Regions from separate parts of the Rattus norvegicus genome. Here regions 2 and 3 are each linked to region 1. The links are chromatin contacts, called in public Hi-C maps. All regions are on one chromosome and are shown on one strand. The core of a region is the stretch at or near the end of the contact, and the rest is flanking DNA. Distances in the headings are between cores, read along the strand shown. Region 1 has its middle 64 kb from the start of Ranbp3l. Region 2 overlaps Slc1a3 (solute carrier family 1 member 3). Region 3 overlaps Slc1a3 (solute carrier family 1 member 3).

Region 1 (4,677 bases), core at 598-3,097:
GACTATTTTACCAAACATGAGTCAAAAACTTAATAAAACAATAACTTTAAATGAACATAGCTCTCTATGTACTAATTTGGAATTAAATCCAATATATATATATATATACATATATATATATATATATATATATATATATGGTAGAATAATTAAACACATAAAACAAGCAGAATTTCCGAGCAGCTATCTAATTCCCTATGCAGGAATGTAGAGCTTGCATGCTTATGTGTTCTGGTCTTTTCAGAAAAACCTTGAAATTTGGATTTTATGTGTAAACTTCTGTGTTTCAAAGATTGACAAACGTTCAAGCACAGTCTTTGTGCTTCTGCCAACAGAGGCGGTCACTTTGGGACATCATGCTGTTCTGAGGTGGCCCTGTCTCCTATAGCTGGTCCAGGGTCATCTGCTCAGGTAGTGGACCTGGGTTGGGTTTCCTGCGCCTCACGTCCTCCCTTCCTCCAGGGCCCTTGCCCTGAGATGTGTGCTCCTCGGGGACAAGGAGCAAGGGTGCCACCTGGCCATAACTGCTGCATGGGCTCCCTGCATTTGCCTACAGGAGTATCTTCTGACTGAAGTTGCAGTTGAAGTGGATACTTAACAGATTTGCCTGGTAAAGGTGAGAGGCTCCAGTTCTTTAAGATGGTCTGGACTCGGATCTGTTGCTTTTTTTTTTATCATAAACTAGATTACACTTCATTCTCTTGCCTTGTGAACTGTTTGAGGTGAAGGATTTCTGACCAAGAGAACCAGGCTGGATGCTTTCACTTAACTGCACAGAGCCCTGAGGTCTCATAAATAGTGCGGCTCACTGGGCCCATGAAGATGGGGACGGCACTTATCAAGTGGTCACTGTATTTGCTGTGTTTGATAAAAAACAATCTGCCCAATCTCTATTTATTCTTCTTTTCTTTTGATGAAGGCACAGCCCTGACTACCGCCCACAAATCTATGCAGGGAGTACGAGCCAGGCAAAAGCAACGTGTATCACTTGGAATGCTTACTCTCCTGAGAATTAATGGACTCACGTGTCCAGAGCACCCTCTTGGTAAATGCTCAACCTATTTTAAAATAAATTATGATTTAGGATTCACATGTAAACCACTAAACATCTCTTCCACTTGACAGGTTAGAAACAGAACTGCCTTTAGGGAGTGTACAGCTCTAAGTACACATCATGCGCCCTCAGCTGACACCCCGTGCTCTTTCAAACCCAGGTCAGAACCTACAACTCACTCGAGTTGGAAACCAGCCTATACACTCCTCTCTCCTCTGCTAACTATTGCCCAGAAAGGAGTTGGAGACTGGGCTGTCAAGTAGTCTGTGTTTGACTGGATGTAGAATAGGATCAGGTAGTGGGAGATGCTGTCGTCCAGAGGTGATGGGCATTTCTGGCCTGCGGGAATTCTGTGTCCTGCGATTGGACCATGCAGCCACTTGTTCCTGACCACTGTCGTCCATGTGGAGATGAGTGGAATCAGTAACTGGTCAATTTTGACAAAACTGGGGAGTGTCACAGGAGAGGAATGTCGATTTCATCAATTTCACTCCTTACTCTAAACTCCAGGAAGGTCAGTCAGTACTCAAGTAACTCCAGATTTGATTGCTTTCTCTTTCTACCCGGGGTAGCTGTCCTGGCCCCTCTGGAGATCCACTGGGTTCAGAGCTGTCTGCTCGAGGTTCATGTATGATCTTATTCTCCTGAAACGAGTGAAGAAATGTCTCTCTTGAGGAAGGAAAGTGATGTGGGTAGCATTTCCAGATCGTGGGACAATCCCAGCCTCTCCCACTCCCACCAGTGCTGGTTGGGCAATGCAGGTTTGGGCTCCAGTCCGAATTCTTACTGAAAGAGGAGTTCCACTGCTATGGCTGCATTCCTCTGGGAGGGTAGTCAATGAAAGGCCCGCTGGAGAATTTATGCTTCGCACTTAGTCAAGCTGGAAACGTGCCTATTGTTATTCAAGAGTTTCTGTAATTTTCCATTACCTGGCTGGAATCTGGAGTATGTCTTATTTGCTTTTTCAATGTTTTCTGTGATTTAATTAGGGCTTCTGGCAGTGTTGGGAGATCACGAGATTAAGGGTCTCTAACTCACTCATTTCCCTCTGAGTCAGGGAGCTATTTTATTTCAGGAACCATAAATTGCTCACCTCTGGGTGCTTTATACTGAGCCAACGCATGGCTAGAAGAGTGTGCAGTTCTGTGGTCTATACATAACTCCCAGCACAGCCAGCCACTATAGTATGCAGATTCGCCCGTTTACAGAGCATAAATTACTCAGCTGAGGTAGGGGTTGAAGAGATGTCAGGATTTCCCTAGCATTCAATGAAGGGTTCCTTCGGGTGACTTTCTAATAAGTGACTATTCACTTGATCATACACCTAAATTGGGAGCAGGCAAATCTCTCCTTTCTATAGGTATTGCTCCTCTTACCACCCATTGTGACTGTGAGGCTTAAATGAAATACTACAAAGAAATGGGGACACGGTAAGCTCACAGTTGGGTATTAATTCCCTTCTCTGCTAGACTGGGGAGCTCTTCCCTACATTTAGCTCAACTCAACCTGCCTCTTCCAGTGTTTATGATCCAGCGTTGGAGCTGACCCTGCAGACTACACATCCCCTTCAGCATGGCTGGAAATGTCTGAGACGATGCTCTGTCTCCAGAATCTCTGTCAGCCTAGCTGCCTCCAAGAAGCTGACCCTGGTGAGGCTCGCTAAAAGAACTTTCACCTTCTCGGTTACACTGTCCATCACCCTTGGTTTTCTTTAAGCCCAGAGCACAGACCGACACCATCTTACTCTTGTATGCATCTCCTTTTTGTTGACTAGGCTAGCCCTGCGTTCTTCATAACTCATTCTTTTGGGCCTAGAAGTCAGACTGGAAAGCACCCTATGATTATTGTTTATGACTGAATGAACGAGCAAACAGGCAACCAAAGTTCACTGACCGCCGCCAAATATTTCTTAGAGATTTTGTTCCGGTCGGGGTCTTTTACACAAGGAACCAAGAGGGCAGGGAAGGCTGAAGAAGCAAATAAGATGCACCATTTCCTGTTCTCTCCCACCCCCACCCCGGGACACCATGATACTGCTCAAAAGCAGGGGCTGTTAGAAATCGGCATTCGATATTTTCTAATAATTAACTGTGTAACTTTGGATACAGTCTTAACCACTGTGAGTTTTAACTTTTTCCAGAGGAAATCCAGGAACCAGGCATCCTGACCTGGTGGTACCCCGGGACTCCGCGGTCCCAGCCGGGCTCTTGCGTCGGCTTGGAGTCCTGTTTTCTAGGTTTGACCATGGCGTCTCTTTCACTAGCAGTGGATTGTATTTAAAGCCCTGAGAAACTTTCCGTTCCAGGATGCTTCTTCAGTGTAGACTCACACGTCCCAAAGGTATTCTTGACCTTGGGGTCTCTAAAGCCCAGAAATCTGTGGGTGTAACATGCTCGGAGGAGATTACCAGGCAGAAGTTCTGTGCGATTGCCTTTGAATTAGAGGATTTCTCTCTCCAGTTCAAGCAGCTCCCACAGCAGAGCCCTGCTAAACCAAGGCTAAGATGGTTACAGGTTCCACAGCATGAGGGCTCCGTTCCTGTCCACTATTCCAGCCACCTCTTGTGGCCTTTCTTACGCCATGCAGCTTCCAGTGACTGTGACAAATTCCAGAGCGTCAACTCCGCAGTCTTTCAGCGTCAAGGTACTTGTAAATTGAATTATGGGTCCCAGAGTTCGCAGGTATGTCTGCCATCTTGCAAAGCTCGCCCAGCTGCTCAAAGTCCTAAGGCAGGCTCTCATTTCACTCAGCTACTGAAATTACTTCAGACAGGTTTATAAGTTGTTTTACTGTCTGGGAAAGTTTTTCTTTCTTTTTCTTTCCTTTCTCTCCTCTTTCCCCCCCCTCCCCTCCTTCACAAATCAGAGGAGGACTTTTTGAGCACAGTACACAGATGCCACCTTCTGGAAAGAAATGGAAGTTTTTTGTGGGACCAGGAGCCCTTTTTTTTTTTGAATGAACACATTCCATTGATGTTGAGAGCTATTAAGGACCGGTGATTGTTATTTCCGGTTATTTTGATGTTACTGGTTGTGTGTGTGTGTGTGTGTGTGTGTGTGTGTGTGTGTGTGTGTGTGTGTGTGATTTTGGCTGGCATGAAATTACTCATTTCCTGAGTTCCCTTGGTGTTTTTATCCTTCTTGTGTTGGAGTTTTCCTAACTCTTTAGACTAAATCACTGTAAGCAGGAGAGGGGGAAGGATAAGGGACAGTGCTGGGATATTATTATGATGAACTGTATATGTGTGTGAAAACGAATCATCAAAAATTGAAAGAAAAAGAATGTTTTTCCAGTTTTTTTTAAAAACAAAATAGTGTTTCAGTCCAGTTTTAGGTTTAGAGAAATATTAAGTGAAATTTTATACAGAGATTTGCCACATCTTCCTGCCTTACACACACAACCTCCCACACTATCCACATCCTTTCCAGGGATGCTACATTCACTACAGCTTTCTAAGTCCATAGTGTACACTTCAGTATCCCCCTTGTACTGTCTTCGGGTGGTATGTTGAGTGTATATTGATTGACATGTAAACAGCATTATGATGTCATGTAGACTAGTTTTGGTGGAGGAAAACCCCTCTGTGCTCTGCCTGTTCATGCCTCTCTCCTTCCTTACCCCTG
Region 2 (4,486 bases), core at 509-3,008, 200 kb before region 1:
CCACACTGCATTTTCTGTGGACCTGAACAATGTGGGTTGTGCTTCTCAGAAGCTCCAGGAGGGACCTCAAAGTCCCTCTAGAGCAGATGCTGCATCTTCTGAGGTTAAGTGGATGAAGAAGAAGGCATTAACATTCTCCGTATTCTTAACTAAGCCCCCTTGGCTCATGTGAGATGCATGGATTGAGTGCTTACTGCGTGCTAGCTCTAGGGGCCATAAACAGAAACAACACAGTGTGTGCTCTCAAAGCTTGATCACTCAGGTGAATGCAGCAGCCTTGCCAGATCTGTCTCACAGGATGTGAGGTTGAGAAAGGCTTCTGCATATGGTTGGAGAAGAGAGGGGACCCAGAGGAGGGGACTTGAAGCTAATAAGGTATAAGTTAGTTTTGTGGCAGCACTCCTGTGGTCCACTGGGGAAGCTTATCTCAAGAGAAGGAGTGTTAAATCCCTTTAATGAGCCAAGTCAGATCAGTGCACGTGTGTTTACAGACAGACTTGACTAGGAGTCAAGGATTTAGTGATCGTCTTGTCAGAATCAATGAATAGGTTAGAACTGGTGTGAAGAGAAATAGCAGTTAATTTTTTTTTTTTTTGAACACAGGAACATGGGAGCACAGGAAAATCGTAAAGGCCATTGAAATGTTAAACAAGACATGAAATAACCTGATTTTGGGGGGCTAGCATCTCTTACAACCTCTAGCATTTGTTCACCTCTAGTATGAGCCATCTCCTAGGGGAAGGGCATGGATCAATGCAAAGCAGCCACAGAGGAGTGTGCTGCTGGGGGAAGCTGCTCCCTTACTGCAAACATATTTACAAAAGGGCTTGTTGGGGGAGACCGTTCCTGAGCACGCATGGTCAGTCAGGATCAAGAGCTGTGCGGAAACTTGAGGAGGCCATCTTAGAAAATGAATTAAGAGGCCAATGAGATTTCAACCTGTGTTCTCACACAGCTTTTCAAAGCTGCCCCCCTGCTCTCCAGCAGGCGCTACTTAGGCAGTTTTCTGCGATTTAACCCAAAGCATTTCCCAGAGCTTAGAGCAACCATAATAATTTCTTCAGGCCAACGTTTGGAGGTATTAACTTTATTCTGGGGTCTGGAAAAGGAGTGTGCGTTAAGTCCCTGATAAAACCTCCTTGTGCTCTCCCACTCTACGGTGACTTGGGAAGAAGCCATGCATGGTACAGCGATGTTACCGACACGTAGCTAGATCCGGTTACTTCCTTTTTCACTGGACATTCAGGCCCAGTTCTTGCTCTTGGGGAACTATGGGAATTCTCCGGAGGCCTACAGAAGATTTGAATCTAGTGCTTTGTGTCTGTAACTGTATACCTGCTACTGGTGCACAGGATGAAAAGGGCTCACTAATCACACGTTGTTCTATTTTTAAGCAATTGTGCTCAGCTCTGGGAGAGGGAAAGATGACCTTTCTCCCCTTGAAACTTCCTGAGAGCTGGCTACTATGCTGTAGTGTAAATGTAGCTCCTGAGCTTTGAGGACATGCAGTCCTAGGTATTGAGGTTGACTAAATGGTGGTGGTGGTGATGGGGAAAGCGTGTACACTCATGTGCGTGCGTGCCCACTCTAGTTGGAGTTGCGATGCCAAAATCTATCTTTCTTCACATCCAGAAATGCCTGTCAGAGAGGCGAACTCACTGGCAAGCGGAAAACTTCCATGTCAAGCCTACTGTTTTCACAGCAGGCCGACACACTCATGTATCCTAGGGCGGATTGCGTGCCATGGCTTTAAGCAGACATTCCACCAATATTAGCTAAAAGATTGAGTCAGTGAATCTTTTCAGGAAAGCACTACAAAGCTCTCTGCCTGTTGGACGAGAGGGAGGGAAGAAGGGAGGAGGAACTGGGAGGGAGAGAGGGAGGAAGGGAGGGAGGAGGAACGGGGAGGGAGGGAGGGAGGGAAAAAGGGAGGGTAGAAGGAAGGAAATTCAATTGCATAAATTGGCAGTATGACATAAAATCTCTTAAGTTAAAGCGCTCCTCTCTCTCTCTCTCTCTCTCTCTCTCTCTCTCTCTCTCTCTCTCTCTCTCTCTCTCTCCTCCCTCCCTCTCTCTCTCCTGGTCTAAGAGTGCTCAAGGAAGCAGTATCAGACCTGGAAACATTAATACCTTCTCCTCCTCCCAAAAACACCTCTGCAAACCGCTACACAGTATAGAATGCTTTTGAAAGTGAAAGTGGAGACATTCACAGCTACAAGATAACTTAAGACTGTCAAGAATCTCAAAAAGCTACAGTTGCCAGTCCTTAGGGGTGGGATTATTGAACACAGCGGTTTTTGCATTCAGGTCACAGTTGGCTAGGAGAGGGAAGACAGTGGGACCACCTAACTGCAATGCAAAAGTGGGAGGGGGTTCCTGGAGCCTGCGACTTACCAGGTAAGACGGGAGAGTGAGGAGGGATGTCAGGTGAAGAATCTAGGAAGAGTTCAGGTAGGCACATTGACAGGAGCGCAGGGAGGAGCTGGATAAGGGGACTGAGATAGAAAGATGCAGACAGGATCCATACCAAAGGCATTTGGAAGTTTGGATTTCATTCCAAAAGCAATGTATGGAGGAAGTGCAGAGCTGAGCTTTGGAAAGATCATCCTGACTTCATGTAACAGACAAAAAGTCAGCAGGAAAAGAGACAGACCCTGGAAAGGGGCTGGGAGATCAGGCAGACCAGAAAGAAAGGCCATTGGAGATGAGGATCAATATGGTGCTTCCTGGACGAGGGTGCAGGAGGTGGCCACAGTCAGAAGCGAACAAAGGAGGTAGTCTCAGCCAGCATGGCCAATGGAGGAGTAACCCAATGATGGACCAACTTCCATCCATACAGTTTCTGTATTTCCTTTGATCCCAGCTGCTGCTGCTGCTGCTTCTGCGTCTTCTTCTTCTTCTTCTTCTTCTTCTTCTTCTTCTTCTTCTTCTTCTTCTTCTTCTTCTTCTTCTTCTTCTTCTTCTTCTTCTTCTCCTTCTTCTTCTTCTCCTCCTCCTCCTCCCCCTCCCCTCCTCCCCTCCTCCTCCTCTCCTCCTCCTCCTCTTTTTTTCTCCTTCTCCTCCTCCTCTCCTCCTCCTCTTTTTTCTCCTTCTCCTTCTCTTCCTCCTCCTCCTCCTCCCCCTCCCCTCCTCCCCTCCTCCTCCTCCTCCTCTTTTTTTCTCCTTCTCCTCCTCCTCTCCTCCTCCTCTTTTTTCTCCTTCTCCTTCTCTTCCTCCTCCTCCTCCTCCTCTTCCCCCTCCTCCTCTCCTCCTCCTCTTCTTTTTCTCCTTCTCCTTCTCCTCCTCCTCTTCCTCCTTCTCCTGCTCTTCCTCCTTCTCCTTTTCCCTTTTCTTCTAAAAAACTTTTCTATAGTTCTCTTCTTTTTTCAAAATCTAAAATAGGTGACTTCTACATGTTTGTGTTCTTTTTTAAAAAAAAACATGCATACACACAGGAGAGAGAGAAAGAGAGAGAGTGGGAGGGGGGAGAGACTGATGTGGGCATGGTGGCTCATGCCCAGGCACTCAGGAAGCAGAGATTAATGAATCTGAGGCCAGCCTGGTCTACACAGTAAGTTTCAGACCAGCTAGAGCTACACAGTAAGGCCCTCTTTAATAAATACCAATGCTCCTGAAACTTCTAAGTACATTTAAACGATTTGGGAAGGAACATTCTGAAGCTCATTACTCTCTGAGAGCTCTACTTGGAGAGGCAGATCTCATCCAAGGGCTGAGAAGAAATGTGTTATGGGGATATTAGAGTAACTTTCAGAGTCCTTAAGACCTAAGTTTGCATAGTTTGTCCTGCTTCTTCCATATCAACAGACAGAACAGGACCAGTGATTGCACTGATCCCAGTAACTGAGAAAAGGAAGGGTGGCCTGTCCTATCCTGTCAGTGCCTGGGGACTGACACATCTTTGAGATATATTGATACGGAATTTTCTTTAGGGCATTTTCTCAGAGTGGACTATAACCTGTCCTTTCAACATCACTGGAGGTTGTTTTAGAACAAATCTGTTGGAATGAAGAAACTCTTGAAGAAGACAGAAATACCTTTCTTTTTAGCTGCTAACAAATTGCAGCAAGGCTGGAGCCCTGCCTTTCATGTCTCTTTTTAATCCTAAATGTCTCCACCACACAGCACAAGGTATATAATCCTACTATGCCCATTTTATGCTATGCTGGGGATTGAACCCAGGGCTCTGGGCATGCTAAGCAAGCACTACTCTACCACTGAGCCCAAGCCCCACCCCCCATACCCCAGTGACAGTGAAACTTAAGGAACTCAATGTAAAGTATCTGGAAGAACAAAACACTAGTCCCTGCATCTCTCTCGCTATGTGCTTTGTCCTCAAAGACGGGAACCCAAACAAATCAAACAAGTCACCTTAATGCCAGTCCGTGCCTCCACCAAATGAAACATTTAAACGGTCACGTGAAGCCTTCAGTGCTGCAGGCAAATGATGATTCAAATGACAGGGTTCCAAAGCCTTTTCCCAATCGTT
Region 3 (4,204 bases), core at 188-2,687, 230 kb before region 1:
CAAGACTATGCCAGGACTACACACAGAGACACTAAGAAGCCAACAAGAAAAAAAGTTTTTATATGTTGCCCATTTCAATCAATTTTAGGTATAAAGATAAACTATCTTGAGAGTAGAAGCTTGTATTCTGCCAAAGTACTTTTTGGTTTTTTGTTTGTTTGTTTGTTTGTTTGTTTGTTTTTTTGTTTGTTTTTTTTTGTTGAGTCAAGTTTTCATTTGGCTCAGGCTGCCTTTGAACTCATTATGTGGTGGAAGAGGATAGCCTTGAACTCTATTTCTCAGGAGCTGAGATTGCAGGATTGAACAGTCTTCCCTCCTCCCTCTCAGTTTATGTGGTGCTGGGGAAGGAACCAGAGCCTCATGAACTTAGGCAAACACTCTAGCAACTGAACTACATCCCCAGCCCCAAAGCGTTTGTGCCAGTTGATGCCTCGGAGGAGTCAGACCACAGGCTAAGTTCTTACCTGTCACTGAATTTAATCCCCTGAGTGTCAGCAGGGGCAGAGAACAAGGGCATTTCCACTTTTAGGGAGGTGGAAACTGGGGTGGTTAGGTAGGTGACTACTGTCACAGGCTCAGAGCTGATCCTAGTGACCTGGATAGGCTCTGTCCCCTAGCCTTGGTGCACACCATTGCACTCTTCCCAGCTCTAGTGACATCTTCATAGGTGGACTCCGGCATCCAATGCTTTCCCCGAGGTCCTCTCCTAGAGCATCCCTTAAACTATTTTTTTCCCCAGTAGAAGGGATTTATGAGAGACAAGGGACAGACAATGTCCCTGGAAGGGTGAGGAAAGGCGGCTTGAAGACAGGCCCTACGTGGTGGGGTCTGAGGAGGTAGAGGGTTCATTTCTTGGGATTTTCCTCGGGGCCCCAAATCAATTTCACTTGATAATAAGAGCTCGCTTCCCACTGTCTGCACAGCCATCCCTCACCTCATGAGTCTCAGACATAGACATCTGCCTTGCATTATCTCACTGTAATGGGAAGCAAGGGAGGAAGGGCCTGAGCTGGCACGTGGGGTCTGCGGCTCCAGCCGCTGAGGGGATGTGTTGCGCAACCCGGAGAGAGCCTGGCTGACTTATGTCAGCTTTGCAGACAGTGAGTGGCTTTATGGAGGAGGAGGGAGAGCAGCCAGATGTGCCCCACCCGCTGGCTGAGAGAGGAGGGAGTTAGGCTGGGACTGTAGGTGAGGACTGGGGTCCGGTGGTGAGGATGATTCCGTTATAAGCCAGTGTGTCTTCCCCTCGGTTCTTCTCCAAGCCCACGAGGCTGTTATCATTCTAGAACTGTGGGGGTGCCAGAGGGGGATGGGTCTGCGGGTGGGATCTGTGTGTCAGCACACAGTCCCCCAAATACTCACAGAAACCAGTCCACTGCAATGATGAGTGTGATGTCATCCGTGGGCAGGCCCACAGATGTCAGCACGATGACCATGGTGACTAGACCGGCCTGAGGAATGCCAGCTGCCCCAATGCTTGCGGCTGTGGCTGTGATACTGTTGACAGAAGGACAAAATGGAAAAGTTTACAGATGTCTCCTAGTGGAGAGTACCTTGTAAGACTCGTGTTCCCCTGCTTGAGTGGAGGACCTGCCTCAGAAGAATGGAAATATATGTATACGTATATGTACATGTATATGTATACACACACATACACATACAAACACATATATACATATATACATGTGTATATATATACATATATATATGTATATATATATATATACACACACACATACACACAGACAAACAATTCTGGCTGGAGAGATGGCTCAGAGGTTAAGAGCACTGGCTGCTTGTCCAGACATCCTGAGTTCAATTCTCAGCAACCACATGGTGGCTCACAACCATCTGTAATGAGATCTGATGTCCTCTTCTGGTGTGTCTGAAGACAGCTACAGTATAGTCATATACATAAAAGAAATAAATCTTTAAAAAAAAAACCCAAAAAGCCAAACAATTCACTTAGTTACCTGTCAGACTAATCAAATTTGAGCATGCATATTTTATTATGTATCAGCTAATATACATGCTTTGCCTTGCTTGATTGTCACAATGGTGTTGTGGCCCACAGTGAAGTGGGCTTTATTTTGTGACCATTTTTTAAGTGAAGAAACTGGGGGCTACATTCTTTTCTAGGTCCTCAAAATCAGTTTGTAAGGTGTAATGAGCGCCAGAAGGGGGTGGGGGACTCTGTGGTAGAGCATTTGCCTAACACTCGTGAGGCCCTAGATTCACCGCAGCACCTCAATGGAGGTGACCTTGAGGTTTAAAGGGCCGTAGAGTTATAGTGACAACTTATTTCTAATAATCACCTTATTCAAGAGTCTGAATTTCTATGATTGATGTGGCCACAAAATTAAGTTTATCAATTCAAATGCAAATGATTTATGAGCAAAACCCTGTAGTGTTATAATTGTGTGTGTGTGTGTGTGTGTGTGTGTGTGTGTGTGTGTGTGTGGCCAGTATGGACCCAGTCTGAAGGTAGACGGGTACTCTGGAAGTACTTCCGGGATTCTATTACTGTGGGTGCATAGAGGAATATTCTTATTCTTAGGAGATGCTGAATGGTGTAAGTGAAATATGACAGGAATATGAAGGGAAGAAGAAATGGAAAGAGGGAGGGGAAGGGGGAAGGGAGAGACAGAGGAAGACTGAAGGAGGGAGTGAGAGAGGGAGAGCACAAAAATGGCCGAATATAGGGTTGGGGATTTAGCTCAGTGGTAGAGTGCTTGCCTAGCAAGTGCAAGGCCCTGGGTTCGGTCCCCAGCTCCGAAAAAAAAAAGAAAAAAATGGCCGAATACTAATTTCTAGATCTCAGTAGAGGATATTGTAATATTGTTTTAATATTTCTATGGATAAGGTAACTTCCCTGATAAAGAGCTACAAAAACCAAAAGCCTTACTTCTAATATTGTTACTATTAGCCAAACCAAGCCCATAGCAACTGAGGGCACAGATGGTCTGAACAGGAGTGAGTCCTAAAGTCTCCTGTTGGTTGCCTTGGTCTTTCTGGATGATTCCCCATAAACTGAGTTCTCAGCCTTGCTTGTATGATCTGTTATCTACCTTATATTGTCTGAAAATTAACCCAAGAGAGTAAGTTTATCTAGTTTTCAAGTGTACTTTCACTTTTCAATATTTCCTATAAACATAGTTGAATATTTTCAAAACTGCGGTTTAACTTAATGTTGTTAAAATGGAATTATCTGCACCATATATTTTGTGTATATATATATATATATATATATCTTTTAAATGGGCTAGATATATTTGTAAGTTCTGATTTGATAAACAAACTAATCAAAGAGCATGCGGTGTGTGTGGTATGGTTAATTACTAATTAGTGCATACATACTCTTTCATTGGCAAAGGTCTTTGGGAATCAAAGACTCAGAGTGATATGATAACAGATAATAAATCATACTTTCCAAGTCTTTCACTTCTGTATTATTTGAATGAATATTCACACCCCAAGTTAAAAAGCTGAGAAATACAACTGTTCCCTCCAACTCCAACCTCCTATTTATGTGGGATCCCTTCCTAATCAACGTCTTCACCACAATCTCGATCTCATCTGTTAAAAACCATTCTGAAGGAAATGATGAATAGAAATCTCCCCCTTGTACCTTATTGTTATAATCTGTCCAAAATTCAGGTCAAAGTTGTTAACTTGAGCGATGAAAATGGCGGCCAAAGCCTCGTAGAGGGCGGTCCCATCCATGTTAATGGTGGCCCCCACGGGAAGCACAAATCTGGTGATGCGTTTGTCCACACCATTGTTTTCTTCCAGGCACTTGAAAGTGATGGGCAGGGTGGCAGAACTGAGGGCAACAAAGCAGGGCATGTCAGCTGAGCTGTCCCCAGGAGTTCTGTGTTTTGTCTTGGCTCTTGGGCACAGACAGTTCCTTCCCCTCTCATGTCTTGACTAGGTCAGCATTGTCTAAAGTGCTAGGAGGTTAGGAGTAGTGTGGTGCCCTCCCAGGGGAACTTGGGCACTCGTCTGTGCGCCTGATTCCTCCCAGGCACTACTTGGGGTGATTCCCACACATAGATGCCTGCCCCACATAATTTTCTGCTTTTATCTCAGGCAGATGTCAATGGAAGACAGAAAGCCTGTGGATCGGAAAGGGCTTTTCCCTTTCCCTTTGCCCCTTAAAGGGATTTCCAATAGCCGTTTCCGGGTCCCAAGGAGGTATGATCAG

Evidence for each region. Hi-C and Micro-C count contacts between places; a contact is called where the count stands out from the background.
Region 2: a contact with region 1 is called in a Hi-C map of the A7r5 cell line, with 4 times the contacts expected there. The contact joins two enhancer-like sites. A contact is called at or near these places in 1 of 12 Hi-C or Micro-C datasets (the A7r5 cell line) and 1 of 1 datasets of contacts at active chromatin or transcription factors (oligodendrocytes).
Region 3: a Hi-C map of the A7r5 cell line shows a contact between it and region 1, with 8 times the contacts expected there. The contact joins two enhancer-like sites. A contact is called at or near these places in 11 of 12 Hi-C or Micro-C datasets (the A7r5 cell line, the Rat2 cell line, Schwann cells and 7 more) and 1 of 1 datasets of contacts at active chromatin or transcription factors (oligodendrocytes).

The regions. Positions count from the first base shown.
Region 1 is chr2:59,718,769-59,723,445 of GRCr8, forward strand. No RefSeq gene overlaps it. Among named protein-coding and RNA genes, the nearest start is that of Ranbp3l, 64 kb to the right of the region's middle. Within about 2 kb of position 1,848, at least 7 of the 93 cell types and tissues checked have an H3K27ac peak or open chromatin away from gene starts, as enhancers often do. A contact at or near this core is called in the A7r5 cell line, where this site is marked.
Region 2 is chr2:59,514,768-59,519,253 of GRCr8, forward strand. All of the region lies in intron 3 of Slc1a3 (solute carrier family 1 member 3), which reads right to left. Among named protein-coding and RNA genes, the nearest start is that of Slc1a3, 41 kb to the right of the region's middle. Within about 2 kb of position 1,759, at least 14 of the 93 cell types and tissues checked have an H3K27ac peak or open chromatin away from gene starts, as enhancers often do. A contact at or near this core is called in the A7r5 cell line, where this site is marked.
Region 3 is chr2:59,485,929-59,490,132 of GRCr8, forward strand. Slc1a3 (solute carrier family 1 member 3) reads right to left here. Exons shown (of 10, transcript NM_019225.2): 8 at 3,629-3,823; 9 at 1,363-1,497. Among named protein-coding and RNA genes, the nearest start is that of Slc1a3, 70 kb to the right of the region's middle. Within about 2 kb of position 1,438, at least 19 of the 93 cell types and tissues checked have an H3K27ac peak or open chromatin away from gene starts, as enhancers often do. A contact at or near this core is called in the A7r5 cell line, where this site is marked.